Regions from separate parts of the Danio rerio genome. Here region 1 is linked to region 2. A link is a contact called in public Hi-C data. All regions are on one chromosome and are shown on one strand. Each heading gives the region's core, a stretch centred on a gene start, on an enhancer-like site or on the middle of the called end of the contact. The rest is flanking DNA. Distances are from core to core; before and after follow the strand shown.

Region 1 (6,112 bases), core at 2,264-4,763, 47 kb before region 2:
TTAAGTCCTTTTTACATAACGGACAACACTGTTGAGCAAATCTGTTCTGAACCTCCACATTGTAACCAAGTTTGGAGGCAGTTTGTGTAGTCTTAAATATCAACATTGTTCAGTGAAAATCCTCCATGGGAAATTTCCAAGAATTTCTCCAAAAGAGTCTGAAACTTTCCCTTATCCGTCTCTGGTAAAGCTTGTGTTGTGACGTTTTCAAAAAGCATGAAAAACGGCCACCATAAGGAGAGCGAGTCTCATGCTAGGGTGTCAAAAACTCAAACGAGGCGTCCAGAAAGCGGACAATCTAGCATTGCGTCGGCGCTCTCCAAGCCCAAGAAAATTCCTCACAGTTTCGAGCAAATGAAAAGTGCATAGTGAGGGCATCAGGGCAGTGCTAGTCCCTTTATTATCTCTTAGAAGATAATGACCATGACACCGCAACCAGCCTCAGAGAGGAGGCAGAGGAAGAAAAAAAATAATAATACAAAATATAAAAAAATAAAACACGTTCACACAGTCCAAGGAATTATCTGGCAGATCTGAGGTCATCTATATGTTCTTCTGATCAACATCCAATACGTCCATCCAAAATAATCCACAAGCCAATAAAACGATTGGCTAAAGGGAATAAATGTTAAAGCATTCAATACATGCACTTTAGAGTACCAAGCGGTACATCTGTGCTATCTGATTTATGCCTTCTTTTCAGGTACACAGAACATTTCTTCTGTCTTGATGATCATTTTGATTCCATTGCAAAGAAAAGTAAACAAAAATATGGTCGCCTTAATGATTCTTTAAAAAAAAAAAAAAAAAAACACACACACACACACCCTGTTTGTAAGATAAAGGTACATGAAAAAATCTTTGATGTAATTCCGTTACTTGTGTTCCAGCGATCCAAGTTTGTTTCAGTCAGCAAGATACATAGGCTGCGCTCATATCCACATGCAAAGGAAGGGTTTGACGTCATGCCTTTTAAGTCCCCTACAAAATATTCAATCACCACAAAAATAAAAGGGGGAGAAAAAAAAAAATAAAGCACCCACAAATGTCTGTGCAGTCTGTAAACAACCAAAACTCCAGTATGGAATAGAATATCTCTTTTAAGTTCTTATTTTCATAGTCCAAGTCTGTATGAACAGGATTGTAGAGGCAGTGTGTTTTTGCGAACATATTTCCATCAAGAACGACTTTACGTTGATGTCCTCCTGCTGATTACGCATTTATATCCTGTGTTGAGCAACTCCATTTATACCATTACATATTTGGAATACATTCAACGCTTTAAGAAGGAAAAAAAAATAAGTACACAAATGCACTTCACATGGTGGCAACATAAAAAATAAAAAATAATAATAATAATTCCAGGGAAAGTTTTTCAAAACAAACAAAAAAGTAGCAGCCCCAAGTGCTCTTCCTTGTAGTCCAATACTTTGTTTATATTCATATATAATCATATATAACATTAAAAGAAAAAAATAAATCACCATCATTGTCATTGACAATGAACGAGTAACAAAATATACAAACATTTTGTGTGCACCGCTGAGTGCACTTGCACAGTTTGTTGCGATCGTTTTTTTTTTTTGTTTGTTTGTTTGTTTTTTTTCAGCCAGAAATAGAACCTCAGTCACTCGAGAGCAAGAGAGTGGACAGAAAGGCAATGTTAGGTCACATCCTCCAAATATCAAACATTTCTTTCATCCAAGCATCCCCAGGCTACAATAGAACTGTACAGAAATAGGCTCTTGGTTCGTAAGCATGGGAGGCATGTAGGGGCGGAGTCTTGCAAAAACCACGCCCCTTTTTCTAAAAAATAATGTCTCAATGGCAGCAATGAAGTCAAATCATTCGCCCTTTAGTTCTTAGGCACACATGTGGGGACAGAAAAAACACACACATACTTACACACACACACACACACACACACACACTCGTACCACAAGTAACCATTTCCTAAAAGTATAGAAGATTCAATTCTCTTCAACATCACACAAACAAAAACGATGATGCTAATGTTCTTAAACCTCACAGAGGCAAAGATGAGGCAGCGGAGGGCAGGGAAAGACATCTCTTGCGCTCCCTCCCGCCACAAAAACTAAGAGTGCTGGTTGGCGTAAAAATGGGCTAAAGCTTTTGTGTTTGAATCTAGAGGTCTTTCTTTGTTGGGGAATGAAGGGCTGGTGAAAGAGGATGTGTTGTGCCGTTGCCCCCCTCTCTCTCTGCCTTCCTTTCTTTCATTCATTCATTCGCTCACATACTGCACATTTACAAGAGGAGTAATACACACAGTTCCTCCTGTACGTAAGCATTCACACACTCGCCTTATAAAATACATAAAGAAAACAAAACAATTCACTCAGAATGACAAAAATGGCCTCTTTTGATCACACGTCCAAGTAAGCGATTTAAAAAAAAATACATTGTGCAGACTGGTATGTTTTTAAACGCACACACTCGTCTTTCTCGAACAAACATGCGCGTATAGACGCGTTCACGCACACACAGGCACACGATCACAAAAATATTCATCTCTATCATATCTAACACATTTTTTTTTTATATTTTTAACTTGCATTTTATGTAAGTGCAAATCTTCAAGTTTTATAATCAAAGGTTTTGTTTTTTATAATAGCTTTACGTTTTTTCATATAAACTTTATATATATATTTATGTATATAAAAAAAACAACAGTGTTTGTCTTTAAAGAGAGGATTTGTTTTTCTGATAATGTCTGAACTGAAACACGCAATGGTCCCCCAGTCGCCACCGTTTTACTCCCAGTACAAACTCCAGTTCTGATTCAACACACACACACACACACACACACACACACACACACACACACACACAGTATATGTATGTGGTAATATTTCTGAAGCCATACCACATAAATATACACAAGAAATCTTCTCGGAGAAGAAAAAAAAGGAAACAAAAAAACTATTCAAATTACATCTTAATAAAGTGCATTAGTCTGAGTGTAAGGTGCTTAATGCTGTAAGTGCCAGAACTTTATCACCCCCCGTCCCCCAAACACACACACACACACACATACACACACACAAAAATAAATTCACACCTGTTCCCTTCCCTGTTGAATTACATTCTTCTATTCCCAGCGCAAAAACCCACCCACCCCTGAACTGATACCTTACGCCTGGCTTATGCCCAGTCCCTCCCCCTCTAAGCAGTGCACATTCGACTTGCGGAGTCTGATTAGGTGGACCCGCGGGATTAAAGGCCTCGTGTAGCTATTGCTGTGGATTCAGTAATCCTCCACCATCTCCATCTCGTTCAGACCATACCGATCAGGGCCACCATGGAATGAGTACCCTAAACACAGACAGAGAAAGACGAAGACATTTTTAATACAGTAGCTGGTGATAATCATTTAAGAGCTCCAATCATGCTCCTAAAGCCCTGCTCATACTGAGTACGTTTACATGGAGACCAATTTATTCTATTAATAATTCAATAACGACAATACTCTGATTAAGAGTCTGCCATGTAAACAGCGATTTTAGTTTGATTTAATCAGTTTCTGTCATAATCGAACTTAACAGAAATGGAATTAAGACGTGGATTATGCCACTTTTAGTCACATTATTGAAGTCCAATACAGACATGTAAACATTGCAATCAAAATTTGACTGTCGTGTAAAATTTTTACTGCATTTTGTAGCAGGATATTCCATACACACACGGCTGTTTGACACTATTCTCTGCACCCACCGGGTCAGTAAAGGACCACAGACACACACACACACACACACACACCGTGAAATGCTCTTTTTTTCCCCTGTGGGGTTCATACGTGCTTCCAATATCTCATTCGTCAAGGGGGCATGCATGAAATGTTCCAGACTAAAAATAAAAGTGCCAAACTGCAGTTAAAGTTGACAAACAAAAAAAAGAAACGCACAAAACTTCATGAAACTCTGATTCAAATATCACAGTTTCAAGATATTGTGATTACTGCTCTGAAATATATTCTTTTTAAATGTCTGGGTAAAAAACAAGAACTTTTTCCGCTTTGGACACAATGTCTGCATTCAAAATTGCAAACTTCCATGCTATATAGAACGCTAAAAAAAGTATGCAAGCCAAGTAGTATGTACAAATTCATAAAAATCGATTAACAGCATGCGAGAATGACCTACTACTTCTGGCGAGATTCTGAAGTGAGCATCTGACGGATGCTATTTAATCCCATGATGCACCATGAAAGAAATCATGAATGGGAGTGAAGCGGGTGTTTAAAGTGATCATAATAAAATAGCGGATGTAGTACGACCGAACTTCATTCATACTACTCGCATTCATACTGTATAGAACATACTTTTTTTTATTGGTCGAGTAGTAAAATTCAAATGTAGTTCCTACTGAGTAGTAGGTGATTTCGGACACAGCCAAAATATTTTATTTTGAGAAACATGGGCTAAGGCAACGTTTACAAGAAATGATAAAGCCAATGTTTTTCCCTTGCATTATGAAAAATTGTCAAGTCTACATGACAATGCACCAAAAACAATCAGCATTTGCACATATCTGCAAAAACAGCTGAAAACACATGCAAGCTAGTACTTTGCTCAGTCACCTTGTCTGTAAACTATCTGCATGCTGCTGGAAGTTTGGCACTTGTGCTGATGTATAATTTTCTTTGTGCGTTTAAGATGCATCTCCAGTTTTGCTTCTTATGTGAAATAAATCCACATTTTGCTGATGAAACTCTTGAGCAACAACACTACCGCATACTCTGCCGTTGTTGTGTGTGTTTGCTTACGTTTGCATTTAATCTACACTCCCCTTAAGAGCTACCATGCTTGCACAAGATGTCATCTCTTTCAAAGATTTCTTTTTTCAGGAATTTACACGGACACAAAAAACAGCATTTTCAAAAACTTCCATTTTAAAACCAGTTTTCTGAAGTCATGTAAAAACACAGGCACAATAAGTAGAAAAAGCTTCCCGTTTCTGTGAGGTTTCAGCTCAAAATACATCACGTATCATTTTGCTATATCATTAATGCCTCTTTTGGGTGAAACTTTTTGCCTGCTGTTCTTTGAATTTGCACATACTGTGATTCTTGGCTAATCTACACTACCTGGCAAAAGTTTTGTTGTTGATCCCAGTTGTAAGACAAACAAATAATAACTTGACTTCTAGCTGATCATTTGGAAAGGTGGCAGAATGTAGATTTTTCCTATGAATCATCTGTTAAACTGCATCCTAATCATCACAAATACTGCAGAAGACCTATTGGAATCAGCATGAAAATCTGTCAAGTTTGATGAAGAAAAAAACATGGTTTGGGGTTACATTCAGTATGAGGGCGTGTGAGAGACCTGCAGAGTGGATGGCAACATCAACAGCCTGCCATTACATTACAAACCACAGGAGAGGCCAAATTCTTCAGCCAGATAGCGCTCCTCATACTTCAGCCTCCACATTCCTCAAAGCAAAGAAGGTCAAGGTGCTCCAGGAATGGCCAGCTCAGTCACCAGAAATGAACATTATTGAGCATGTCTGGGTTAAGATGGAGGAAGCATTGAATATGAATCCAAAGAATCTTGATGAACTCTGGGAATCCTGCAAAAACGATTTCTTTGCCATTCCAGATGACCATATTAATAAATAATTAGAGTCAATGGAGAGATGTATGGATGCAGTCGTCCGAGATCATAGGAGTAATACACAATATTCATTCTTTTTCCACTGCACCATGACTTTATATTCTATACTGTACATTATTTCTGTTAAGTGACAAGACTTTCATGGTATGACCATTTTTATTTTGGGTAAAATAAGCGTCATCTAGAGGCCTTTACATTTTATATAAGCCACTTCTGATACCAAATGATCATCTAGAAGTCAAGTTACTATTTGTTGTTCCTAAAACTTAGATAGGCGATAAGACTTTTGTCAGGTAGTGTATTCTTTTATATATTCTCATATCACATAGAACGAAAGTAATCATATTCAGATGCACATCAGTATTTGTTTGCTCTGCTAAATTAAACCAGATCATTAGAGTCATCTGTTAAGGAATATATTGATTATGCTACATGGTGATTTTGATTTACTAGAAAGAACCAGCTCACAGCAGTCATTT
Region 2 (6,717 bases), core at 3,979-6,478:
TATTTATTTAGGATATGTTTTCACATTTTGATTCCAATGCCTAATTATTACATTTTTTAAAATGACAGTATTTAAATGAAATATTCTTTAAAATATAATGTGTGAGTCTACTTGCATCATATTATATTGTCATTCTGGCATTATATGAGTGGCAAAAAATGACAATATTATAGTTTATCACAATATATTTTGGTGCAATGTATCGTACGAGAAGAAAATAGATATTATGACAGGCCTAGTATTGACATGCTTTTATTAATTGAATGTGACTAACAAAACACACAATTATGGATTCAGCACACAAAGAACGATTTATTTCAATCACTCATAGATTTGACTAACAGATGAATAGATTTCTATTTATCTCATCTAGCGAAATTATATTCATATCGCAATATATCGTAGCAAAACTAAAATATCGAAATGTTAGATTTTTTTTTTTATCGTGCAGACCAACTTTCCCCCATATTTAAAATGTGTTAAGTACACAGTCTTTTACCTCTGTCCATTTGTAAATTTTCAAACATTTCTTTGCTTCAAACCAACATTTGTAATGCTATAATTGTCCTTGTAGCTGGTTTATTTGCCTCATGGCGCAAATACTTTTTAAAACATCAATAAAGAAAATCAATCAAAAAAAAATACATTCGGAAACTAAAAAAGTTGGCAAACACTAACGCATTCTATTCCGGATGGACAAAACAGGTCCTGCCCTTTGTTTTATCCTGTCCAAGAAGCCATTTCACTCAGATATACATCACAATAGGGAAGAAAAGACTATTGCAACTTCCGTTTCACACCGACTTTGAGAAACAAGACCACAAACAAACCAAAATAGGCCGTACCTTAGGAAACACACGGTATTATCTTACTCTCAGAGATTGTTCTTTCGTGGCAAAGTTCACCTAAGGTTTGCCAATAAAACACTACATTTTGGAAAGGGCAACTGTGCAGGTTTTTGCAGCTTGATATAGGATTAATCTTTCTAGACTATTGACATCTGCACAGCACAACTACAAGAGTTATTGCAAACAGGAAAACAGGAGTTGTAAATGAAACATCCCTGGGGTTTAATCAAAAGCACCCACAGATGTCATAGCAACAGAGATATCCAAGCAACAGAACAAACCAGTGAGAATAAATAGTATTCACTGGGGGAGTTGGGCTCTTAAACAAAGTACTACATGAGAATGTATGTCAACTCAGGAACAACTGATGACACCTGTTTAACTCTGAAGGGATGTTAAAGCTTCAAAACTATTTCAGAAACATATTTTTAATGTCAACACCAAGCCGTCTGTAACAGAGTTTCATGTGCTGATAATCATCAACGAGTATGATTACTAATAATCTGTAATAATCTTTTTAATGCAATTAAAACAATACCCTGATTAAGAGTCTACCATGTAAACAGTGATTTATTATTTATTTAATCCAATTAAAGTCATACTTAGAAATCAAATAAAGACATGTAGAGTATGCCGATTTAGTCACATTATTGAAGTGCAGGACAGACACCGCAATCAAACTACTACAGTCATGTAGACTTAGGCCACATTTTGTGACAGGATAGTGCACACACACACGGCTGTTTGACACTATTCTCTGCACCTATCGAGTGAGTGAAGGACTACATACACCCGCATTGCAAAATGCTAAGAGTTTTTTCCTATACTGGAAAAAAGATCACAATCTCGATTCGACCCTACACACGATCCCAATTCAGCTTTTTCTACGATTTAGCCAATTATATTTTCAAGGTTGGGAGAGAAGAAAAGGCGGCCACAAAAGTCTTCACAGCAACACTGGTACCTTCAAATGGCATTAAAAGTGTCACATACTGTATTTATAAGGTATAATACACCCAAAATGTCATTTCTGTCTTCATGTAATGATGTATTCACGGTCACGAAATTGCACGTAAGCTGACGCACTGTTTGTTTACTGCTTTAGTGAACACAACCTGCATATGCTATGAATAACAGGTAATCATGTTGTAAATAACATTCAGTTTGTTGCACAAAGCAATGGTTTGAGGGCCGTGCGGAAGGTTTGATTTGCATGTGTGTGTGAAAGTAAAACCTGTGCGCACATCATTTAAATGATCATATCGCATTTTAGAGGTATGATTAATACAAGCATTTGATAGGTTTTTTGTTTCATAGCGAACACAGTGTTGTGCCTGAAAATAAATGCTTACTGTGTCAGTATAAAAACCCTAGCCTATATATAATTGAAATATAATGGTCTAATAATGTTCTCAATGACAGATGACAAGCACATGTCTCAAACATAATAATTCCATTTTATAATTATGAATGGTTATATTCTGATGTCATCATTTTACTGTGAAATAACAAACGGGACATATTAGAAAGTCTGTTCAAGTCCACCATAATACAAAATTTAGCATTTTAAGCAACAGTAGATCTACACATAGACCTATTATTATTATTGTTGTTTTACCATTCGTTTGAGAATTAACAATAATAATGATAGGCTAATAATCCTAACCTTTATTTTTACATTTACAGAATTATGAGAAAGAATCGTGATCTTGATTTGAACACTTGTTTTGCAATCTGTGTTTTTCAGTTGAATAAAAATCTAGTCTCCATTCATATACTGGCAAATATTTTGCTAGTATTCAAAATTATATATAAAATGACCATTTTTCATCCACATGGGCTAACTGCAAAATATTTTGCAGTGTTTTCATGTCCTTTACTGCCTAGAATTCATTAAAATAGAAGTATATTAACATCCATTAAAAGTTTATTTTATAAATACATCAAAATAGTTTTGTGATTTCTTTTTTTAGTTAAACAAAAGATTTTAATTTAAGATTTCTTAATTTTGTACAAATCTTGTCTCTTCCTCGTGAACCCAATTTCATGTCTTATCTCGTCTTGTGGAGTTAATTGCGCTTTAATTCGTCAATTCAGCTCATGCTTTTGTATGGAATATACACATTTGTACTCGAAAGAGAAAAAAAAAACACAAAATGAAAATACCAAACAAGTTCATAATATTGTTGATCAAAAGTGCTCTTCAGACAGAGATTCAGCAACCTTTGACTACATTTGTTCTCTTTAAAAGGGAAATACTTGGCTAATATGTAGCTTAGATTTGCATTTGAAAATACTATTTTTTTCTTATTTTTACTTATTATGGCCTGTTTTGATCATTTTAATATTATAATTTTGATATTTTGTGCTGTATTATTTAATTACTGAGCACACATAAATAACAGTGAAATATTAGTTTTCATGAGATTTTCTAAGCTAGTAGCAGTGATGGAAAGAGTACTGAAAAATCATACTCAAGTACCATTACCTGCCTAAACTTGAAAGGAGGAGTAAAAGTATCTGTTGTAAATATTACTCAAAGTATGCGTAAAATGTAGAGCTTTCAAAAGTACTCAAGAGTAGCGAGTAGTAAGTGTCACGCTTTAAAAAGCTAATGTGTTTACATGTCATTTGTGGATGTGTGTACACGTAACATTCTGTAGTGCATTCCGTTATTGCCCAGCAGGCACACAACGCCAAAAGATGTTAATATTAGGTTAGAGTTAGGTCATGACGTCAGGTGACAAAAAAAATCAATGCATCTAAAGATGTTATTTTGATGTCCAATAATGATGTCAAATGACGTTGATACTTGGTTGATTTTAGGTTGTTATAAAGTCATCAACTGTCATATTGACGTCAAATACTGACATTTATACATCTGGTAAGGCAACCAAAATCCAACGTCTGATAGACGTGATAGTGGTAACGTCCACACAACTTCAAGCTGTAACATTCTCAACCTGACTTTCATTTCAAAATAAAATGCAACGTTCAAGAAGTTGGGATACAACGTCAAACTGACACCATGTTGACATCCTTTGCCTGCTGGGTGTTAAAGGCCATTTCGGTCATCATACAGTGCATCTAACCAGTCTCTGGGTCAATTCGTGTAAAGATTTTGAACTATCAATAAAACTACTTAGTAAATTACGATTTCTGAGAAAAACTACTCGATTACAGTAGTTTGAGTATTTATAATTAGTTACTTTACACCACTGGCTAGTAGGGTTTTAAAATTAATGAATGCATAATAATCGTGATAACTGTGATTATTCCTCAGACCAGAGACACAATATAAAAAAGTAGCACGAAAGCAAACATAAATTCAATGCACACTCATGTAGAATAAGGCTACCTGAATGTAATGTGAGAAAATGACACTGAATACAAATGATGAACTTTCCAGAAGGTTTTGAACACATCATTCATCACTTTTCTTAATTCCTCAATTCTTTCCACAGTTGCATTAAATTCTAGATAAAACACCAATCTGCCAGTTCTCGATTCTGTGAGTTGTTGACGAGTTCAGTTCGACTCGTGAATTGGCTAAATCGACTCTTTGAAAACATCCGACTCAAATAAACGACTCGATCAGCTAATAACTACGTACCAGTAATTATTAGCCCGTTTAAACTCGACGTGTCTTTGAACTAAAAGTACGCTAAAAGGCGCATGTTTTGTCACTGGTGATATGTTGGTGCTTCATATCCATCTCGTTCAACGAAAACGGCGACCAAAGCAGGTTAGTGTCGTTTATTCGACTGATTGGTGGAATTTGGAGGGGCGTCGCGTGCACAGGGAGGGGGGAGTGTGCATGCGCGTGCATGGCCAGCACACTCCCCCTGCATGTGCACGCGGCGCCCCTCCAAACTCCACTCCGCTGCTTCCCGTGGCCTTCAACCCACGGCCACAGCTGCCTTACCAAACATACAAACCCCCTTCAACTTCAAACAACACCATTAATGCTAAGTCAACCGAACCGAGCACTTAAAGCACTTCAAGCTCCTAATACACTGAGATGCGTTTGCTGCTCGCACACACACGCTGCCCTTCCCCTCCCAAGTTTGCATGAAACTTAATGCAACACCCATCTGCCATTAAAGCTTCAGACATTCAAGGAGAGACCGCGCACACACACACAGTTGCTGACCGTCTTTCTGGAGCTGTCGATGCGGTTGTACTGTCCAGTCGCCCAGTCGAACTCTACGGTCTTCACTTCGGATGCATGTGCAGCTGTTGGTGTTCTGTGCTCCTCCTCGAGAATCGTGTTCCGTTTTGACTGTTTTAGCGCTCTATCTCCCTCTCCAATGGTCGTTGCGTGTTGATGTCTAGTACGCTCTTGTTGTTTGTGTTTTAGGGAAGATGGCCGTCCTACTCGGTCATACCACGTGATCAGTGTCGAGTTTCTTTCAGAGGGGCGTGAAGAGAGCGACGCCTAGCGGAAGCTTGACAAGACTTCTGGACATGCACTTGTACAAAATAAAAGACAACGAAGGAATATCCCTACTAGCATTGCCTAATGATAAGAGGAAATCTTTATTCTTTAATAACTGGTTCAGTAATGTGGCGATATTAGTGAACCAGTTATTTGACAGTAATGGTATTTTTTTACTTATTCTGTCTGTATTTTTAATTTTACTGTAAGATATATGCTACTCTGCCCATATCCAAAAAATAATTTAATATTGTTTGCAAGGCCATCTCATGGGATTTGTATGCTTTTTAGAAATATTATTAATTTATTTATTTCTGTATGTCACTATAGTCCTGATTTTACTGTTGATGGATCCATTTGTTTCTCCACAAAAAAAAACAATCATAAAATCAGGTCTTGTCATCTCAAATCCTTCTTCTATTTCTTATTGAAACAACTTTTTTGATGATATTAAATGGTCGTATGTTTGGTCACTCCCTCAGAAATGTTTTAACAAATAAAATTAAAGAAATGTCTTTTAAAATTATGCATGGGTTTCATCCAGTTAAACAATTTTTACAAAAATGACGTTGACGTGTCTCGCTTTTTTTGTGAGACTTCTTCTGAGTCTGTTGCTCACTTGTTTAGGGAATGTCTCTTTTGGTGATTTTTCTTTAAGCTATAAATAAGCGCATACCTTTACTGATCATTAATTCATAATTACGGTAATGTTTAGTTTACGTATTAATTTGTCAGTATTCATGTACTGTTATTGTAAAGTGTTACCCAGTAATTGCAAGAGTTTAGTCATTATATACATTTAAATTCATTATATAAAAATAAGAACGCAAACAGAACTATTTCATTTTGTAATGACTTTAGTGTATGTACTGTTATTGATTCTTAAATGTCTTACCCTCAAGTTTATATCATGTTCTTTATTTGTTTTTTTCTTCTTCTCTTTTTCGCTCTCATATCTCTTTTTCATTGACAATGTAATTCATATTTTGGATAGTAAACAAATATTGCTACAAACTTGTGAACTGTTTTTTGCAAAAAAAAAAAAAGTTTTACCCAGTAAACTCTTCCGTTTCACAATCTCAGTCTTGCTGGTTGTATTTTTTATGAAACTGCATACACACGTTCATTACATTGCCTATTGTTTTACATTCTGTGATGGAAATTATATTTTTAACAGTTTGGGGGATTACGTATATATTTTTCTCTCCATTTTTTTTCAAGGCATTTAAAGTGAACTGAAATATACTATATAATATTACCATGATATCACAATAGTAAAGAGTAAATAATAGGAATGGGAATAGTAAAATATCTGTATGTTTATGTATGCTTTAAAATAAAATGTTTATGTTCAACAAACTGAAATTTGATTAGGTGAAACGCATAGCCTTTAATATATCAAAATAACATAGAACTCGATAACCACAGAAT

The links. A called contact is a pair of places that touch in the nucleus more often than the background predicts.
Region 1: a Hi-C map of an unstated tissue shows a contact between it and region 2, with 3 times the contacts expected there. The contact joins the enhancer-like site here to the promoter of gigyf1a in region 2. A contact is called at or near these places in 3 of 18 Hi-C or Micro-C datasets (caudal fin, hematopoietic stem cells and an unstated tissue) and 1 of 4 datasets of contacts at active chromatin or transcription factors (caudal fin).

Annotation. Positions count from the first base shown.
Region 1 is chr7:20,873,007-20,879,118 of GRCz12tu, reverse strand. gigyf1a (GRB10 interacting GYF protein 1a) reads right to left here. Exons shown (of 27, transcript XM_073908366.1): 26 at 1-3,333. The coding sequence ends at 3,266. Among named protein-coding and RNA genes, the nearest start is that of wrap53, 9.1 kb to the left of the region's middle. Within about 2 kb of position 3,513, at least 3 of the 62 cell types and tissues checked have an H3K27ac peak or open chromatin away from gene starts, as enhancers often do.
Region 2 is chr7:20,827,571-20,834,287 of GRCz12tu, reverse strand. It overlaps gigyf1a (GRB10 interacting GYF protein 1a), which reads right to left and starts at 5,228. Exons shown (of 27, transcript XM_073908366.1): 1 at 5,002-5,228.